Regions from separate parts of the Mus musculus genome. Here region 1 is linked to region 2. Evidence: chromatin contacts called from public promoter capture Hi-C data. All regions are on one chromosome and are shown on one strand. Each heading gives the region's core, a stretch centred on a gene start, on an enhancer-like site or on the middle of the called end of the contact. The rest is flanking DNA. Distances are from core to core; before and after follow the strand shown.

Evidence for each region. Promoter capture Hi-C pulls out the DNA fragments that hold promoters and counts their contacts.
Region 1: a contact with region 2 is called in a promoter capture Hi-C map of second pharyngeal arch cranial neural crest, with 2.5 times the contacts expected there. The contact joins the enhancer-like site here to the promoter of Slc5a3 in region 2. A contact is called at or near these places in 9 of 39 promoter capture datasets (the 3T3-L1 cell line, 3T3-L1-derived adipocytes, the HPC-7 cell line and 6 more), 2 of 484 Hi-C or Micro-C datasets (the G1E-ER4 cell line and the N1E-115 cell line), 5 of 115 datasets of contacts at active chromatin or transcription factors (differentiating embryonic stem cells, embryonic hindbrain, extraembryonic endoderm stem cells and 2 more) and 2 of 9 other capture datasets (macrophages and pancreatic islet).

Annotation. Positions count from the first base shown.
Region 1 is chr16:92,228,735-92,233,087 of GRCm38.p6, reverse strand. No RefSeq gene overlaps it. Among named protein-coding and RNA genes, the nearest start is that of Gm41497, 15 kb to the left of the region's middle. Within about 2 kb of position 2,272, at least 10 of the 459 cell types and tissues checked have an H3K27ac peak or open chromatin away from gene starts, as enhancers often do. A contact at or near this core is called in second pharyngeal arch cranial neural crest, where this site is marked.
Region 2 is chr16:92,056,107-92,060,668 of GRCm38.p6, reverse strand. It overlaps Slc5a3 (solute carrier family 5 (inositol transporters), member 3), which reads right to left and starts at 2,347. Exons shown (of 2, transcript NM_017391.3): 1 at 2,189-2,347. It overlaps Mrps6 (mitochondrial ribosomal protein S6), which reads right to left and starts at 2,333. Exons shown (of 3, transcript NM_080456.1): 1 at 2,189-2,333. The coding sequence starts at 2,233.

The DNA of each region.
Region 1 (4,353 bases), core at 1,023-3,522, 170 kb before region 2:
ATTTATAACAGCTCCGAACTTTCCTTTTCTTTTTTCTTTTCCTTTGCTTTCTTTTGCTTTTTTTCTTTTCTTTTCTTTTCTTTTGTTCTTTTCCTTATTTTTAAGCTCTGATTTTTTTTTTTTTAGCCTGGGGCTTTCTATACACTGCAGCCTGGGGTTGGGCTTGCCCTCCTCCCCCTGGGTCTCTTAGGTATGCTCCACCGTATCTGGCAAAAATTTTCTTTTAACATTTGAGAAATGTGAGAACAAGCAAATTAGAAAAGAAGATAAATCAGAGATATGAAGACCAGTCCAGAGGCGGCAGTGGTGGGACAAGATGCAATAGTTATAGGGAGCAGAGTACCAACCACACAGACCAGTCTGTGTTTGGAGAGCAGGGCACTAGGATGGATGTCCAGTATGAACCAAGATGCCTAAGGCTGGGCATCCAGAGGGGCTCTGAGTCAGCACAAAATGGCCTACAGTGGAGTCCCGAAAGAGAGCAGTGAATGCAATCTATTATATCGCCATTCCTAGCTAAATGACATCTTTGTGTGATTTGTACTAAATATGGCCTGGAGGTCAGAAGCTTTTAGCTCAGGTCTTGGCCTTTGCCAGCCTGGTTGTGTATGTGTCTATCTCTAGGGCTGTGTGTCAGTGCCAGTCTTTGTCTCTGTCTCTTTTCTCTGTCTCTGTCTCTGTCTCTGTCTCTGTGTGTGTATGTGTGTGTTTGTGTGTCTGTGTCTGCCTGTGGGTCCTGGATGGTGTGTGTCTCTGTGTGTGTGTGTGTGTGTGTGTGTGTGTGTGTGTCTGTGTGTCTGTGTCTGTCTGTGCATAGCCTGAGGATCCCGGATGGTGTGTGTCTGTGTCTGTCTGTGTCTGTCTGTGTCTGTCTGTGTCTGTCTGTGTCTGTCTGTGTCTGTCTGTGTCTGTCTGTGCACAGCCTGTCGGTCCCGGATGGTGTGTGCCTGTCTAGCACTATGTAGTGTCCTTTGCCCACAGTGAATAAACTCTCCCTTCAACTTCCTGGCCTCTTGCGAGCCTCCCCTTTTCCTGGTGTGGTGTTTTGAATAAGAATGGTCCCCACAGGCTCATATATTTGAATGTTTGGACATCAGGGAGTGACACTACTTGAGAGGGATTGGGAGGTGTGGCCTTGTTGGAGGAAGTGAGTCACTGGGGGTGTGCTTTGGGGTTTCAAAGCTCAAACCAGGCCCAGTGACTCTCTCTTCCTGCTGCCTATAGATGCAGATATAGAACTCCTGGCTACTTCTCCAGCATCACATCTGCCTGCCGTATTGCTATGCTTTCTGCCATGATGATAATGAACTAAACCTCTGAAACGGTTTCATTAAGTGCTTTCTTTTATAAGAGTTGCTGTGGTCACAGTGTCTCCTCAGAGCCACAGAGGGCACTGACTAAGACACTTGACATCAGAGCTTCAGCCTCTCGACAGCCTGAAAGGGAATCTAAAAGCTGAAGGCTGGGGCAAGCAGCATCCAGATTCAAACGAAGGGCTGCACAAGATGGGAGCCGGAGAGATGCCCAGCAGGTGGGATTCTGACCAGGGTGGCTTTGAGTGATGACCCACTGTCAGGAGACAGGCCAGTGGAAGAGAAAGCTGTGTGGAGATGATAAAATTAGTGGGGTGCTCTCTGCTATGAGACGGATGGACAGGGGGTGTGCGAAACACATCACCAGTGGATGTCTCCACAGCATCGCACATCTACAACCAACCTGCAAATTTGAAAGCTTTGAAATGCTAACACAGCTCAGGCTGGGAGTTAGACCTTTCTTTCTATCTCACCCAGAGCCTATTAGTGTCCTCTGCTCCTGGCCTGAGAGAGAGAGAGGGGACTCGCTGTATGAGAGTTATCTGCAGGGTGGGTCGTTAGTCACACAAAGCAAGGGATGCTAGGGAGAGAATGAGTTCTGGCCACCTACCATCCAGGTTCCGTCCTCCTGTGCTAGCTGACTACAGTATTTTCTAGAAGGTACCCATCATCCTCACTATTACAGTGTTCTCCGTGAAGCCCTTGTTGGGAGATCCACATCAGTAGTTAACTTTCAAAGGCAGTTTCAAAATCTTCACGACCTGAATCCCACCAATTAGAGTTGCCTGGAAAGTCAGTTGGGGCCAAAACCTGGGAGTGATTTTTGAGGCCACATTTTCATAGAAGAAGGCGGTCTGCCAGAACGGACAGTTTTTGTAGATCTGAGTCTCACAGAGCCTTTCATGTGAGTGTTAGCAGATGTGGGGCTGGTTGCATCGGGGAAGGAGAGTTTGCCTGAAACACATACATAAAACACACACGTTTTCCTGTTTAGTATCCAGTAGGCCTGGGGGTGGGGTCATCTGGAGAACATCACTGCCGGAAATGCATCTAGAGGTTTTCAATTAAAATTAATTACCTCAATCTTTGCATATTATACTAGACCTGCCAGCCACTGCTAGTGGTTCTCTGGGGTAAGCTTTAGGCTGCATTTTTTTTTCAGAGACTACAGATGGTGTGTGTGTGTGTGTGTGTGTGTGTGTGTGTGTGTTGGGGGCTGGGGGGGATCCCTTCTAGGCTCACAGCTGTTCCTATGACCCTCTGAATGAAGCCACAAAGCCTGGGTTCTCTACGTGCACAGAGACCATAAGTAGGAATTGTGGGAAACCATGCTGGTGCTTGGTCCTTTCCACCTCAGTGGAACTGAGTGTAGGGATAGGTGGCCTTAAACACTTTTCCTCTATCACGCACCAAGTTCTACTCCCCTGGAGGATAAAAGCTCCCGGGCAGAGCCCACTGTGATCTCTTGCCTCTGTTCCTACTCACCCAGGGAATCCTGGGCACATGGAACAAGCCTGTATGTTCCTTCCCATCCTAGACCATGGGATGCATGGTTAGCATCTCTCCTTGTCGGAATTCTCTCTGTAGCTCTGCAACCCTGAAGAGAGTGAGGAGATGTGCAGGCGTTAGGTGAGTGGCACTTATAGTATCTTCTGAGGAAGATGACTATTCAAGATGGCATAGGACTATTCATGCGGATCGTGAATACATCATGGTATTAGGGGTCCTAGTTGCCATAGCAACTACCGCAGGTGGGCTGGCTTTGACCAACCAAAATTTACTTGTTGACAGTTGGAGAGGCTACTTGCCCACTGGCATGGTTGTTTATCCTAAAAACTTTCCATAGCTAGCCAATGCTTTCTTCTGGCATTTGTACATGGTCGTCCTTCTGGGTGTCCATAACCTAATTCTCCTTTCTTATGATAACACCAGGCTGGATGGGAGGCCACCCTACGTCTTGCCACCTCGGTCACCCCTGAATACCATCTCGTCCAAAAAAGCATAGCACATTAGGCTGTCAATGTACAGATTTGACAGAGACATAATTCAGTCTGTACTAGTCACACAGTAAGGACCCAACAAGGTTAGCCCCTCCCCTACTCACCAGACCCTCCCTTTTCATACCCCTCACAAGCTAGAATGAAGCAAGGATAAGAGAAAGACCTAGAAAACCAGTTACTTCTAGTTCAGTGTTCTGGAAGAAGCATTTGAAGCGAGGAGCTGATAAGCCCATTTTTGCCTATTTTATTTGGAGACCAATTTCCCTAGTTCATGGGGGTCCCCAAGGACCTGCAGCGTGAGTGTGGATTGGCTACTCTGGCTTGTGGCTATGACCCCAGCCTTCAAATGAAACTCCTCCATAAAGGATTCACCCCGCCCCCACCAAAGCAGCAGGTGCCACTTACGCTTTGGTTCCTGGGGACAGGGGAGCACCCCACTCCTTCCAGGTCCATCCTGAGTACTTGTGATCTCATAAGACAGAAGAGGCCACAGGGGGACCTCCATGGAGGTGGGCAAAGGCACTAGCAACCAGAGGCTGCCAGAGGCCTCCTACAGCCATTTCAGGTCTGCCTTCACCCTTCTAACTAATGAGCTTCTGGATTCCAGGAAGTCCTAAAAGGAAGAAGGGACCCCTGCATAATATTGGGAAAAAGCCCTGGTGTAGTGAACTTTGACACGGAGCTAGGCACAGGTCAGAGGCCTGGTGACAAGGGTTCAGAAGAAGAGGGTGAGCGAGCTGAGCCTAGAATGGGGAGAAGAATAAAGAAAGCTAAATGCAAACCGAAGGCCCAGAGGTTGGATGCACACTGTATGAAGGCCAATTCCCAAGGAACCAGGTGAGCATAGCCTGGGATGGGAGACCAAGTCCTCTCAAGCAGAGGCCAGGGCAACTAAACACACCTCTATGGGTGCTAAAGGCCTGTCTGCCGCCAAATCATCTCTACAGACAGACAGACCACAAGCGAGAGACACCAGCCTGTTCTCTCTCAGCCCCTACACCTCTGCTGCACTGGAAAAAACCCTGCTCTGCAGCTTGGCA
Region 2 (4,562 bases), core at 1,098-3,597:
ACTCACTATGCTATGTCAACATGCATCTTTACATTTAAACTCTAAAAGCTCAATTGAAGTAAGTCAAGCCTGAAGTCAAGGACAGTAAAATAAAGTAAGAGTCACAATAGGGAAGACAAACTAAGACTGCTTTGTAGGCATAGGAGAAACAAGAGTACAATGCTGGGTGGGAGACAGGGTCTCTAGGAGACTGCAGTCAGTCTCTCAACTCCCTTTTCTGCTTCAGCGCCTGCTTACTCCCAGCCCTGGAACACAAGGCTCTTGGAGGAGAGGAAGGAGGGAGAATGCCGTCACATGGAAGGGTGCACTATCAGGCATCCAACATGCATCTCAGAACTCTGTTTAGAAAGCCTTCCCGCTACAAAAGCTAACTGTCCTAGGTGGGAGCTGTGGCTTCCTAAACACCTGCTCTAGGTGTTCAAACCACTGTGCCATTTTCTTTTAAAACAAAGTGCATTTTCCTTTACACCCACAAGTACATACCCTGTAAGAATTCAGTTTTCTAAAGCTGAAAGCAAAAAAAAAAAAAAAAGTCTAGTCTCTGCACATCTTTACTTGTTTACAACCTTCTCAAAGTCAGAACGAAAAACCGAGGGTTGTCATTTTATCTAGTTTCTTTGGGTCTGTAAGGATCTTCACACATCTTCCACACTATGTTTAAGCACCTCTCTTCCGTCTTCACTCTTCTCTAAGGTGCTTTGAACCTACCCTCAGGCCAAGATTTTGAGCAGGTTACACCCGACTTTTGAATCAGAGTGAACACATATTCACATCATGGTAAAATACATTTAGCCAGTGTACTGGGCAGCCATGCTAAGCAAGAGTCTCTCATTCAAAGGAGTGCAAAGGGTCACTGCTACCTCACACCTTGAGGGAATGAATCTTGGTGGTCACATTTTTTCAGTTTCTAACATTACCTAAAAAGTATAAAGGGAGGCTTAAGTAATTTCCATTTAATCAGAAACAGTCCCTTTTTAATACTTTCTCGACCCTGACCCCTCTGTTGTTCCTATTCTTTTAACTCTGTAAAACCCAATGAGGAAGGAAGGTAGATAAAGTATTACCCAGAGGTGAGACAATGTTCTCCCGGAGCCAGGGAGTCAGTAAGCTTGGGGGCACAAACTTCAGGACCATCAGGTGGCTCTGGTGTCCTTTCCAAGCCAACCCTGTACAAGGCACACCGAACAATCTCCTCCTGCTGCCTGACTGTTAGCTGTTCACCAGAGCCTAGCCCGTGACCCCTGGCTTAAGTTGATTCAAACTGAAGCCACTACTTGAAATTGACCCAAAGCCTACATGCCCAGGGCTAGAAGAAAGCTGCTTCCAAACGCTCAAAAAAAGGACAACGGTTGCTTTTGTTTTCTTTTAAACTGTACCTGCTAGGGAAGGAGAGTGCGTGAAAGCACACTACATTACCGAATTCTCTCAGAAGAATGGGGATTTCAGCGACGACTGACTGACTCAGAACATAGCTGCCTCCGCCGGCCGCCGACCCCAGTCCGTGACCCGGCTGCTGGTGGTTTATCATCCCTCCAAACCTGAAAGTCCCTACCTCCAGATCAATCAAAAGCTGGGGGAAGGCATGTCTTCGGAAACACAAGCAAGGCCACAACTTGGATGAATAAAACTGGGCTAAGGGCACCCGGAGCAGGATTTCCGCTGGAGTCAGAAAAAGAAAGGTCAAAAGATTTTTTTTTTCTTTTTGGTGTGATAGCGGTGACAAGTGCGTGGGTACACAGCCGGCACTGGCGGGCTTTGGAGGAAGGCTGTAACTGATCGCGGACGCTGAGGGCAGGCGATCGGGACCAGCGGCCGGCGGGGACGACGAGCAGCTTCTCGACGCGTGGGCGCAGAGCGGGGCTGGCCTGGGTTCTCGCGCGTGTGTCCTCCCGCAGTCCTTCCATCGGACTCCGGAGAGCCGGGGTCCGAGGCCCGCCCCGCCCCCTGCTCGGCACACCCCCTCCCGCGACCGCGCACACGCGCGGGCATACACACCCCCCGCCTCCCGCGCGCACGCGGCCGCGCCGAGCGCCTGACCCACGCGCCACCCCCCCACTTTGCGCCCGCGACCACCCGCGCACCGCGCGAGAGGACCCGGTGTCCAGCAGGCAGGACACGCGGGACTGGGAGGCCTAGAGGCGGCGGGGCGCGCCCGCGCGGGAACTCGGTCTGAGGGAAGGTCACTTACCCGCCGCATGGCTTTCAGAATCAAAGCCAACTCGTAGCGGGGCATCGCCCAGGTTGGCGGCGCCGAGTCCAGGAGAGCCGGGGTCGCGAGGGCGGGGACGCGGGGCGCAGAGGAAGACGAGAGAGGAACACGGCCGGTCAGCTCCCGGACGGCGAAAGCACCGTGCGACCCCGCGAGGCCGGGTTTAAAGGCTCCGGCAGCTGCGCAGACGGCTCGCCCCGCCCACCGAGAGCCCCGCCCACCCGGCACCGCCCCGCCCCTCTCCCGGAGGGCGCCTTGCACTTGCACCTCAACGGCTTCCTGCTTGCCCTCCCGGGCCGTGTCTGTGTCCCCCGAGCCTGCGGAGCGTGGACACGGTCTCGAGCAGCCCGTCGGAGGCCGTCTCCTCGCTCGGCACGCACCCGCTCCCCGCCGCCTCCGCGCCTACCAACCTTGGGCTCTGGAACCCGGTGGAACTTTCCAGGCCTCCCCGCCCACCCTCCCTTCCCGGGTGCTAGGCGAGCGAGTGCGCGTGCGCCGCGGTGCGGTGCGGTGCGATGCGGTCTGGCTGCTGTGTGCCCCTCGCCCGCGTCTCCAGGGAGGAAGGCGGGGTGCTAAGGAGTGACTGCTGCACCAAGCCGCAAAGAAACAAGCCTGGAACCGAAGGGCTATGTAGGCATTTGCTGTGTGTGCCTAGCCTGACCCAGAAGCAGGTTAATGCTTCGACTCTCGCCAGTTATTCTTTAAATATTATCCTTGCTTTTCTGGTAAAGGAAACTATGGATTCCCTGAAACACAGGAGTAAGGAGGGGCTTCGTAGAGGGTCCCAGGTCCAGCACTCCACAGCGCGCGCGCACACACACACACCCATACACGCACATATAGAGCTAACTCGGGACTCCCCTCCTTCTGCCCCTGCTCCTGTTTCTTAGCTCTGGAAGGCACTAATTCCGCTGCAATGGTTGTCTTCTGCTCCCACCTTACTCCAACTAAAAGGGTCTTTAAGTGAAATGTTCTTGTAACTTTAAAGTGCTCTAATAATAATTTACTAATAATTTACTGAGGGCTTACTGTCTGTAGCAGGCACGACACTGAGGCTGTTTGTTCTCACTTTAGCTCTGTGAAGCAAATCGTACTACTCGCCCTATTTTAGGTATTAGCAAACAGAAAAATGCAAGGATAATTTAATTAGTCCAAGGTCAAACACAAACGCGTGGAAAGAAAATTTTGTGTCCAGAATGTCTGAAGAATAGTTTCACTGCCTACACTTATGAACCTCACCCCGTCCCCCATCTTACAGGCCAAGATGTTGGTCTTACTCAGTGGCGTTGGACGTCTTTGTAAAGCACACATGGAGACTATCTTTGTCACCTCCTCCACAGACCAATCTCCACAGAAGATTATGGTTTTGAATACAACCTAGGATACCTGGTTTTTTTAACATTTTCATTAACATTTCAAGGTTTGTCCTGTGCCCTTCAACACAAACTACAAAACCACCTACTTAGCATCAGCCACACACCTGGTTGGTTGGATTGTTTTGTTTTGGTTGTTGTTGGGGGTCTTTTTAGTTTGTTTGTTTTGGTTGGTTGGTTGTTTTTTGTTTTTAAGCAGCATGCTACCAAAAAAAAAAAAAAAAAAAAAAAAAAAAAAAAAAAAAAAAAGACACAGAAGGAAGAAAGAATTTCTGGACATTGAGACGAGAATTCCAGATCTGTGTGACATCCCACTTAAACTGTCCTTCCTGTGGCCCAGTTTAGGAATGTGAAGATAAGAGTCTCACGTGGTTGAGCCAAGCCAAACACCAAGCAACACCCTGAGGTGACCAGCCTGGACTGCCTCCCGTTGGAAGCACCACAGCTTTTCCCTGATACCCAGGGACCAGTGAAGTCCTAGTTCTCTAGACAAATGGGGTGAGGAAATTAGCCTGACTGAACAATGCCTCAGGGCAGACAGCACCCCACAACCCTCCCAAGCTGTTGGCCACCCACAGACTCATCCCATTTCTTAACGTGGAAAAGAAATCAGCTATCCTAAGTCCCCCGCCCCTTTCAGAGTTTTAAATAAGTGGCTATGGCTTTGTTAATTTTATTGTTAAAATTAATGCTGATGCAAATTGAAATTTATCAAAAATAATTTTAAACTATTTATACTGTTGGGTAAGCATGTAGAATCATAAGCCATTTCTATAGTATTTAATTTATTGATCTTTAAAAAATATCTTTTAGGATCTTGGGAAAAAAGATCTAATACGGTAGATACGTAAGATTTTATTGGCCAGAGGTTTTGGCTAATTTTCAAGTAAAGCTTTCTGAGGAGTCATAGGAAGAGAGAGTAAAGGCAAAAGTTGAAATCCAAGGTGCTCTGGTCAGTTCATCCCCTTGCCATCTCATCT